Linked DNA regions of Cricetulus griseus: region 2 is linked to region 1. The links are chromatin contacts, called in public Hi-C maps. All regions are on one chromosome and are shown on one strand. Each heading gives the region's core, a stretch centred on a gene start, on an enhancer-like site or on the middle of the called end of the contact. The rest is flanking DNA. Distances are from core to core; before and after follow the strand shown. Region 1 holds the start of Arl6ip6 (ADP-ribosylation factor-like protein 6-interacting protein 6). Region 2 holds the start of Stam2 (signal transducing adapter molecule 2).

What was found. A called contact is a pair of places that touch in the nucleus more often than the background predicts.
Region 2: a Hi-C map of the CHO-K1 cell line shows a contact between it and region 1, with 4 times the contacts expected there. The contact joins the promoter of Stam2 here to the promoter of Arl6ip6 in region 1. A contact is called at or near these places in 2 of 8 Hi-C or Micro-C datasets (the CHO-K1 cell line and liver).

What each region holds. Positions count from the first base shown.
Region 1 is chr6:121,190,642-121,195,652 of CriGri-PICRH-1.0, reverse strand. It overlaps Arl6ip6 (ADP-ribosylation factor-like protein 6-interacting protein 6), which reads left to right and starts at 1,670. Exons shown (of 5, transcript XR_003486327.2): 1 at 1,670-2,495; 2 at 4,094-4,147. Prpf40a (pre-mRNA-processing factor 40 homolog A) reads right to left here and starts at 1,521. Exons shown (of 26, transcript XM_027420421.2): 1 at 968-1,521. The coding sequence starts at 1,369.
Region 2 is chr6:121,615,739-121,621,385 of CriGri-PICRH-1.0, reverse strand. Stam2 (signal transducing adapter molecule 2) reads right to left here and starts at 4,093. Exons shown (of 13, transcript XM_027420434.2): 1 at 3,956-4,093. The coding sequence starts at 3,995. LOC118239057 (a long non-coding RNA gene) reads left to right here and starts at 4,216. Exons shown (of 2, transcript XR_004770487.1): 1 at 4,216-4,494; 2 at 4,605-4,947.

The DNA of each region.
Region 1 (5,011 bases), core at 421-2,920:
AGGATTGTTTCTTAAAAATGTGACTTAAAAAAAAAAAATCAACCTGTAAGGCACAATATTATTTCAAAGTGTGATTAAATTATTAGACTAGCATATACCAATAGTAACCTTAAAATACACTAGTGATTATTTTAAAGAGCCTGAAAATTAACAAAACAGGGAAAAGTTAAATCCATTATAGGATTACAGCACCCTCCCCGGTGATTTAATCAACTGCTAAATGACTGTCTACACTTGGTGGCTATGTATTGAATTCCAACTTAAAAATTGTTACTGTGAACACAACTTTGTCCCCTTTATACATATAACCAGCTTATGTTACTTAAAAATACATTAATTTGGATGAGGTTTTGTCATAAAACAGAATGTGGGTACCCAAGAGTACTTCATTAAGAAACAAATATACTAGTTCCTAAGTCAAATATTCTAATATAGTTAAAGTATCAGACTGTCATTCTGTCCCAGAAACTAAATGCAAATAACAAATTGACCCGTTTAAGAGAACTTAAAATATTACATATCTATACGTGTACATACACATATATATATGTTCATTGTTCCTGGCCTGAAACTAAGTATCTGCTGCCAATTCTCCCAACAGAATCCCCACCCCTGCAAACAAACCCACCGCCACCACTCTCCGGAGAAAACAAACTATGGCAGCTTCTCTATGAAGTCCTGCAGACTTACGGTTCCCCACTATAAAAGAGGCCTAGGGCTCTCGGATGCACAGCGCGCCCGGGGCCCAGCACCTTCCTAAGGTATCTCTGTCTAGGCCAAGACCGCTGGAACGTCCAAGGTCCCACATCCGTCTTTGTGCATTCCCGCCCTCCATCCCTCTCCCTTGGGACGCAGCCCACCATCTGGAGCTCTTCCTGGTACACTCTTCTCCTTTTGGAGAAAGCTTCCTGTTTCTCTGACTCGGTTTTTCATTGTGCCGCTTTTCCCTACCCAGCCGATCCCTTACCGAGGGCCGTCTCCTCAGGAAGCCGTCAGCAGAGACCCAAGAACTGGAGCACAGGTTTGAGCCGGACAATCTCCGCTCCCCGTCCCCGGGACCCCGCGAGGGAGGTTGGCTCTCCATTTCACTCACCATGAGGCCTCCACGCTCGGCTCCAGTCCCCGGCCTCATCGTCGGGCTCAGACTGCTCCGTCGGCGGCCACTGCCGCTACACATACCAACAAGAAGCGATCTGAGTGGCTGGCGCCCGCTGGGGCCAAAGGGTAAAGGCTGCCCTGAGCTACGGGGCGGGATCAGCGGGGCCAATAAACTGACAGGCTTCCCGGCTGTCCAATCAGAGCGCGCTACGGAAGCGCAGCTCTGCGGCGATTCGCCCCCCGCCTCAGCCTCGCTCGGCGTCGCCTGCATGGAGAGGGGGAGGGGGACGGAGGAAGTTTCTGCGTCGAGCGCTCAGCCGGGACAACTCCACCAACTTCCCCCAGGAAGGCGGACGCGGCCGGGACCCAGCTTCCCGGCCTTGAACCACCTCACCCCGCCGGGGGTGGGGCAGTGGCGCGCTGCCACTCTCGCCACCCCCCCCACCCGAACTACGTTCGCCCCACAAACCTGAGGCCACCAAGGGTGGGGTGGGGGCGGGGTAAGCGGCCCCCAGCGTTATCGGCCTAGTGCGCGCGCGCGCGCGCGCGCGCCGGGAGGGGTCCTGTGCGGGGGAGGGGGGTGTGCTCCAGCTCTGCGCGCGCCCGAGCCGAGGGAGGAGGCGCGCACCGTAGCGGGCGGGGAATCTGTGGAGGCGGAGATTCCACGCCGGAGGGAGGAAGCGATTGGCAGTTAGGAAACAGCGGGGCTGAGCGGGGAGCTGCTGTTAACGAGGGACCGGCGGTGCGCGCCGACGGGACCTGAAAGGGCCCAAGAAGTTGGGGCTGTGTGCGGCAGTGGGGTCACGGGCGCGCGCCCCTCCACAGCGCATCCCGAAGGGGAACCCGCAATTGTCAGTCCGCCGCTCCAGCGCCCCTGCAGTTCCGCGAGCGTTGGTCGGGCCGCCGACAGCCGCCGCTGATTGGCTGTTGCTGGAGTAGGGCGGCGGCGGCGGACGCTCGACCCGCGCGGGGCTCTCAGTCTTTTCCCGCCATGTCCTTCGTAGAGAGTGCGAGGTCTGTGGCCGCGCGACGGCGCCGCCAGGTCACCCCAGGCCCGGTGACTCGGCCTGTGTATTCCGACTTCACTCTCGGGGATGGCGATGGCTGGGGTGCGGGCGAAATCGACGAAGACGAGGGATGCGACCAAGTAGCCCGCGATTTGCGGGCGGAGTTCTCAGCCGGGGCGTCGTGGGAGCCCAAGAGGGCCCCGCTACTCCCGCCGGTCGGGGATGGGTCACCCGTCCTGCCCGAGAAGCGCAACGGCATCTTCCCGGCGACTGCGGCCACCAGAAGCCAGACTCGGCGGTGGTCTGTCCAGGTCCTTTCCATTCTCTGTTCGCTGCTCTTCGCCGGCCTCCTTGCTTTCCTCCTGGCCATCGCCTACCTGATCGTTAAAGGTACTGACTGAAGCCCAGGCCTTGTGAGTCTGTGCACAGTAAAGACGAGCCAGTACATCACTCGCCCCCGTTCACACTTTCCTCCCCAAAGCGTTCCTTCGAAACAGTACCTTTCTTCGTTCTCCCTCCCTTTGTCTTCTCTCCCTAGATGGAGGTCCCTGCCCCATAGTGAGAACCATTTAGAAAGGATTTGACTAAATCCACACTAAAGAAATGCCGTAAAGGCTTTGAACACGAGTTGAAACATTAGCACGGCTATTTAATCAGAATCCCTACCTTTAAAAGGGTCATGAAAAAGTTCATGTAACTATAGGCTGTATATGTTCTAAGGCTAGTTCACAAATGAGCAAAGAGAAATTGAAGAATAAGGATTTCTTCCTCGCATCCCAAATTTCTACTTTTATAGGCATATTAGCTTGTCTATTTTGTGTTTTTAACGAGGTATAGTTTTTGCTAGACAGAGTCTGTTTTGCTGTGTCGGGAATCCACATACTGGCCAAACATGAATGCCTCGAAAGACACTCTTAAGCCCTTTTCCCATTCGGATTTGTTGTGTGGTTTTTAGTATTCATTATAGTGGAAAGAGATTTGACTTTAGAGCTAATAGTGTTGACTTTTGCCAGTTTATCGAGAAATAGAAACCTCAGAACAGCATCTTGTATTAAAAGGATTGAACACTTCAAGTCACTCTAGTGTTGACTAATGAAAATTAAATCTATTTAACCCCAGTTTTGCTTTATTTTCTCCCAGCCCCTAACGGGATCCAGGTTGCCCTTGAACAAGTTACCATGGTTAGATTGACTTTTGTAGAGAAGACAGATTACTTCTTCACAGTATACTATCGGCTGTTAACTGTGGGCCTTAAAAGTTTGACTGCCACCAGGAGGGAGATGGTGGCTCACGCCTTTAATCCCAGGATGTTCTAGGCAGAGGCAGGTGGATCTCAATGAGTTCCATGCACACCTTTAATCCCAACACTTGGGAAGCAGAGGCAGGTAGATCTCAGTGAGTTACACACACACCTTTAACCCCAGCACTTGGGAGGTAGAGACAGGTGGATCTCAGTGAGTTCCAGGACAGCAAGGGCTGTTACAGAGAATCCCTGTGTCAAAAAACCAAAAAGGAAAGAAGAAAAAAAATAAGTTTGAGTTCCCTTGCTTCAAATCTGTCACACCCTTGGCCATTTTTTCACTTCAACCCAGATAGTTTTGTCGTGCACACAGTTTTTTTCTTTTGTAATATAAAGTTATATGCCCATAAGTAGAAGTTCATTGCAGACTGGTACAAGGAACTGAAGTCAAAATCTAGTATGCTATTAAGTTTCTTTTGTACAAACTGTCTTCAGCACAACCCAGGGGATAAACACTTTTCCCATGTTTATGAACCTTGTAAAGGTATTTGCTTGCTGAAGGTGTGTGTGTGTGTGTGTGTGTGTGTGTGTGTGTGTGTGTGTGTAGAGAGAGAGGTAGGAAATCAGAAGTCGAATCTGTCTCTGACTTCAGGGTGCTTTTGACAGCTGAACAGTGTCTTCAGAGCCTTTACATATTCATGTCAAGAAGAAATACTACTCTTCTACCTAAACCTCTTTGTATTTACAGAATTGCATGCAGAAAATTTGAAAAATGAAGAAGATGCAGATACTGGGCTGTTAGGTATGAACTGATCATTTTATTCATCTAATCACTTATTTTTGTTTTTCCAAATTATATTTAAGTTATACAGGTTTGGGATAAAATATTTTATATATACCATGTGTAGTTGACTCATTAGCGTCTTTTTCATGTGTATATGTTTGTGGTAAATGTTATTAGACTTACTTTTTGGATAGATATTTAGACTTTTTCCATAATTTTCTAATGGGTCACTAAGGTGTGTGTTCAGAATTCAATATAACTATGCATTACTTGAGTCCATCGAATACTTAGTTTCTAATTATGTTTTGGAAGAAGCTTCCTATGCTCCTTCAGGAATTTAGAACTACAAACTTGCTCACAAATTTAGCCAACATAAATAGTTTCTGAAATTTCAAAAGAATTTAATGTTCACATTTTTTTGTAAGCAGTTTCTCTTGAGATAAAAATGTGAGATAAAAATTTTAAAGTAAGAATTATTTTCCGGGGCTGGAGAGATGGCTCAGCGGTTAAGAGCACTGACTATTCTTCCAAAGGTCCTGAGTTCAATTCCCAGCAAACACATGGTGGCTCACAACCACCTTGAATGAGATCCGGTGCCCTCTGCTGGCCTGCAGGCAGAAGACTGTATAGACTGTATTCATAATAAATAAAATCTTAAAAAAAAAAAAAAAAAAAGAATTATTTGCCATTAATGTCCGGGTGAGTCAATCTAAAATATGTAGGGCTAGTATTTTTTTTTCTTTTTTTTTTTTTCTTTTTTTTTTTGAGACAGGGTTTCTCTGTAGGTTTGGAGCCTATCCTGGCACTCGCTCTGGAGATCAGGCTGGCCTTACAGAGCTCCACCTGCCTCTGCTTCCCGAGTGCTGGGATTAAAGGTGTGTG
Region 2 (5,647 bases), core at 2,844-5,343, 420 kb before region 1:
CAGTTCCCAGCATCACATCGAGGTTCACTACGATCCAAAACTCCAGTTTCAGGGGATCCAATGCTCTCTTCTGGTCTTCAGAGGCACCAGACACACAAGTAGTACACATACATGCAAGCAAAACACTCATATACATAAATCTAAAACAATTAAAACTAACAAAATACATTAAAGAAAGGCTAAGGGGAAAGAATGTATAGGCAATACCAAATGTCTCTGGTTTCTAGAACAATGCTTGTTTTAGCAAAAGGGCTTGACAGTGCTGGCTAATACTTGTGATGATTTTAGGAAAGGAACTGTAAGCCAAACTATATTCAAAATCTCTGTTACTTGGGCTAGAAAGATGCTCAGAGGTTAAGACTGTACACTTCTAGGCTGGGCAGTGGTGCACGCCTTTGATCCCAGCACTCGAGAGGCAGAGGCAGGTAGATCTCCATGAGTTCAAGGCTACCCTAGTCTACACAGTGAGCTCCAGGACAGCCGGAGCTACATAGTAAAACCCTGTCTCAAAAAAAGCACGCCTTTAATCCCAGCACTTGGGAGGCAGAAGCAAGTGGATCTCTGTGAGTTCGAGACCAGCCTGGTCTACAAGGACAGCCTCCAAAGCCACAGGGAAACCCTGTCTCAAAAAACAAAACAAACAAACAAAAAAAAAACTATACAAATAAAAAATTTTAAAAAAATGAAGTGTACACAAAGAAATCCTGTTTCAAAAAGAAAAAAAAACACAAAAAAAATGAATATAGTAAACTTCTGTGTGATATACACATTTACAACTCATGTAAAAATAGAGCTTTCTTTTTGGGGAGTATTTAACTCTGAGGGGACAAGAGGGAAAATGACAGCTGCTAAGAATACATACATTCAAAGGCATCTCGTCTTTAAAAAGATCAAACGTGTTATGATATTAGGAACTGATGGTTGGCTGGAAGGGATGGGAGTTTTATGCTGTGTTTTATGCATTATGCTCAAAATAATTCACATTTTAAAGAAAACTTCAAAGATATTAATTAAACTTTCAAACTTTCTGAAAGCACTAGCATTTCTGGAACCATGCAACCAAAATAAGGTATAAAAAAAATTACATTACAAAAAAAAAATCCATGTTTGTCTGTAACCAATTTTTTTTTTTAATTACAAAAACTGTAACAACCAGCACCCATTCAATGGAGATGGCATATTTCTTCCTGTACAGCTGGACCACTCCACCAATCTGTTGACCTTTGTACTGTCCTTGCACAACCTGAACTTCACCATGCCTTCACTGTCCATAAATCAACCATTACACCCCTCTCAGCTCTTTAGAAAGAGAAGAAAAAATGACCTTCCTCCAAATGTGAGAAGGTGAACTGAAATGCCTTTTACAGTTCTTGCTTCAGTGAGAAGTCACAAAGAGATTGAACTTCACTTTGGCAGCTGCCTCTCCAGTGATTGCTGCAAAAGGGAAGAGGTCTGCATGCCAGTATCTTTTAACACTAGCCACTCCATCTTCCCACCAAGTCCTCCACGTTTATTTTCTCCTTGGACACAATCCAGTTTGTGCCCTATTGTACATAGTGTAAGAGGTACATGCTTCTACTGAAGAAATGCTGTCAGGAATATGAGGGTGGAAACTTTACTCCGGGGAACTGCCTACCTTACACTGTTGCTTTTCTTGCCTTCATAGATGATGACTTTTAGGCAAAAGGAAGGATCTATACCATCTTATGTATTCCTCATAATTATCACACTGCAATAATCACATCATAGTATAACTATCTACCTGAGCATGTATCCTTCCTTGAGTGTCTTGTGAACAAGAACTCAGTATATTTTTTAGTTTTTGTCTCTGTAGAACTTAACACAATGCCTAATATACAGTAATCACCCCTTGAATTTTTGGTGAATAAAAGAGTGAACACAGGTAAGGGGGGTGGGGAGGAGAAATAAAAACAATGCTGAAAAAAGATGAGCAATGGTGGTACATGCCTTTAACCCCAGCATTCGGGAGAAAGAGGCAACCTGGTCTACAGAGTTTGTTCCAGGACAGCCAGGGCTACACAGAGAAACCCTGTCTTTAAAAAACAGAGAGAGAGAGAGAGAGAGAGAGAGAGAGAGAGAGAGAGAGAGAGAGAGAGAGAGAGAGGAAGAGAAGTCAAGACACACTGTAAAAGAACTTTGCTGTAATGCTCAAGTCAGATAATGACTTGCTTTGTACTATTTAACATTTCTGCATTAAGAGTCCTTAAGGTCTGAAAACTAGAACATGTAATTTTTCTCTGATGTAAGTTTCAGACCAGTCTGAGCTCCTTAGAATTTCATTCCCTTTTTTCCCTAGTTGCATTCATTTGTCTAGGTGGGCCTCCATCAAACTCATTCTTTCACCCTTAACTTGACATTTTGGAAACTGAATTTAGTCATGTGAGAGCTGATGAAGAAACACTTCAAGTTCTAGTTGACATAGCCCATGATATATCTACACAGGTTGTTTGTTTGTTTGTTTCTGTCTGAAGATCAGAGCCTAAGAAATCTACACTAAACTATGATGCAAGGATTTCAGAAACCACTGAGGGAAAAGTTTAGAAACATAAACTGGGCAGAGTAACTCAGACTACTGCTACCAGAAATGTTTGCAATAAGAACACAACAGGCTTCCATGAACTATTTCCTAGAAGAAAGAGTTCACAGGTTTTATATTTTAAATACCCTGTCTTGGGCTGGAGAGATGGCTCAGTTCATATGGTGGCTCATCCGACTCTGTAACAGCAATGCCAGGTGATCCAACATGATCTTCTGACCTCCTCAGACACAACAAACAAGTGACAAACTTAGCATACAGAAAAAACACCCATGCACATAAATAAAAGAAAAAATAAAATAGCCTCCTCTGTTTTGCCTTTTCTGATTCATTTCATTACAGCAAAATGAAAGCTTTTACAGTAAGACATGCAGGTCTCAAGCCTAGTGGAGGCCCAGACTTGGAATCCCAGAATTCTCGATGCTAAAACAGAGGTTTTGGGAATTTGAAGCCAGCTTGGACTATATACAGACTCACTGTGAAAGTTAAATTAATTCAATAAAAATTAAAAAGTGCAATGCCTCACGTAGGTAATGTAATAAAAGAACAATTATCCCAAATCAGCGACTAAGCCTCAACATGCTTCCTATATAATTAGTCTCCCATACACTTGAACATGACTTGTGAGAGTTGTAGAACAAAATGAGGCACTTTCTAGACTTCTCTTCACTAAGGAATTGTAACTGAACTGGTAGCTCACTGCTAAAATATGTAACATTTTGACTCAAAATCACTTAAATCCTAAAATGTCGCTAGGAGCCTGTTAACTACTGCTTCAAGAATACTGCCAGCCCGTTTGCTTTTACTGTTAATATTATGCTTACTCCATCCATCTTTTCCTAATTCTGAAAGACCTATACTACCTGAATAACCAGAAGTTTGACTCCAACAAACATCAGTTGTTCTGGGCTAATTAGAGATCCTGAGAGTCTTCCTTTTCATTCTCTGAGACTGGCTCTCGCAGCACATTCAGAACGTCAGTAAACATTGAAAATGCAACCATCAGAGCTTGAATGTGTTTATACGGAAGCGATGTGAGTTAAGCCTGGTGAGTCTAGGTTTCTGGTTCGGGACTACCCTAGGCAGCAGGATGGCCACCACTGCACTTTCTTCCAAGGGGAAGGGTGTTAACCAGCTCTGGAGAAATCAGGAAGTTTGTATCAGCAACTTGAGCCTCCAGCGATCCTGCCTTTTCCCCACTCCTGCTCTGGGTGACGAGAACAGCCCTGATAGGTACCCCAATCTCTGACAGGTAGGAGGTAGCCTGGCCAGAGACGCTCCGAGGCTGCCCCCCGCTGTCGAGAGCTGCACCGCCCCTTCGCTCTCCGCCTGGCTTCTCAGGCACCAGGACCGCCGCCCACTTTCCCCGGCGCGGACGGCGCAGGTCACCGTACTCACCCACGTCATGATCGAACGGGTTGGCTGTGAACAGAGGCATCGCGCCGGCATCCGAGGCTGAAATGCGACGGTCCGGCGGGGCTCCAAATACTCCCGCTGGGCGACCCGCGGCGGCTTCCTAGACGGCTGGCCAGGCCGTGCCCTCACTTCCGCCTCCGCGCCTGCCCCGCGCGCGCCTGTGCGCCCTGCGCCCGGCCGTCCTCTGCTCCAGCCCCGCCGGCGGGGCCGCACGACGGACGGCCGAGCACTAGCACCTGCAAAGCTCTCACCGCAGTCCTAAGGACGTAGCAGCCCCTGGCCCGACTGCTGCTCAGGCCAGGCGAAAGCCACGGTCACCTTGCCGCGGCGAGGACCCGGGCGAGCCTCGGAGGCGGGGTGGAACTTCGAGGCCGGAAGTTGTCTATGCTTGAGACGCTGGTGGCCGGCGAGCTTGCTGCGTCCCGGAGGCGAGGCGGAGTGCGCGGTCCCGGGATGTGGGTCCCTTCGCCCCAGACTATGACAGAGGCTCCATTCTCACCCGAGTACTACCTGGGTACCAGGTCAGGTCTTGGCCTCTGGGGCCGCGCGCGCGCGCTCCGCGTCCCGGTTGCTATGGAAACGGAACCGCTGGCCTATGGGGAGCGTTGAGAATCTGTCGATTGACTCCTAGGTTGCTGATGTTTGTTGGATCCTTCAGTTGACCAAGCACTCGGGAAAGCGAGCGCGGAGAGACTCTTCGCCTTCGCTTCTCAGCTCTTCAGTATGAAAACAAAGTTTGGACCAAGAAATACAGAGATGAGTGAAGGAACTGGAGAGAGAGCTCATCAATTAAGAGCCCTTGCTGGCAAAGTTTGGTTCTAGTCTCCACGGGGAGGGAAGGGGGGCGACGGGTAGAGCAGCCAGGAACTCTAAGTTCCAGGGAACCTGACACCCTCTTCTGGCCTTGGTTGGCATCTACACTCAGGTTCACATACTCACACTCAGAAACATAATTAAAAATCCTTATGCCCCGAGTTGTGTGTGGCTCATGCCATTAATCGCAGCACTTGGGAGGCAAGGGGCTGACGGATCTGAGTACTCTTCAAAGATGAGTGGAAGTACACTCTTGCTTTTGACTTGCTCAAGCTTTATAGTGCAAAAACATTTATAATGATTTGGTTGTTAGTAAGAGTCATAAACTCAGGTTCCCACAGGATCCATCCAGGCATTTAAGTGAATGTATTTGTGCAAACACCCTTCCTGCAAACCATGCCCTTTACTTCTCCACATATTTTGGTTCATATTTTGTTCATATCTTTTATCATTCTCTAAGGAACAACTAATTGTGGTATTTGTTTTCATTAGAGTATAAATTCCATGAGCTTTATTTACTATTATGAACCCAAGGACTAAAAAACAGTATCTGGCAAGTAGGTGATCAATAAATACTTTTAGAATGTAGCCCTGGCTTTTGAATTGAAAATCACACATCTAAAGCTGGGACCTTGAGCCAATGAAATGATTCAGTAGTAACAGCCCTCCCTGCCCAAGCCATAAGAGCTCATGTCCAGTCCCCAGAAAGCTACTATGGAAGGATAGAACCAAGTCCTGAAAAGTGACCTCACTCTTAAACAGTAGCTTGAGCACACCCAGATTCTCACACATCATAAACACACATATTTTTTTTAAAATTTGAAAGATTTTTAGGGTAGGATGTGGTAGTACAGACAGGTT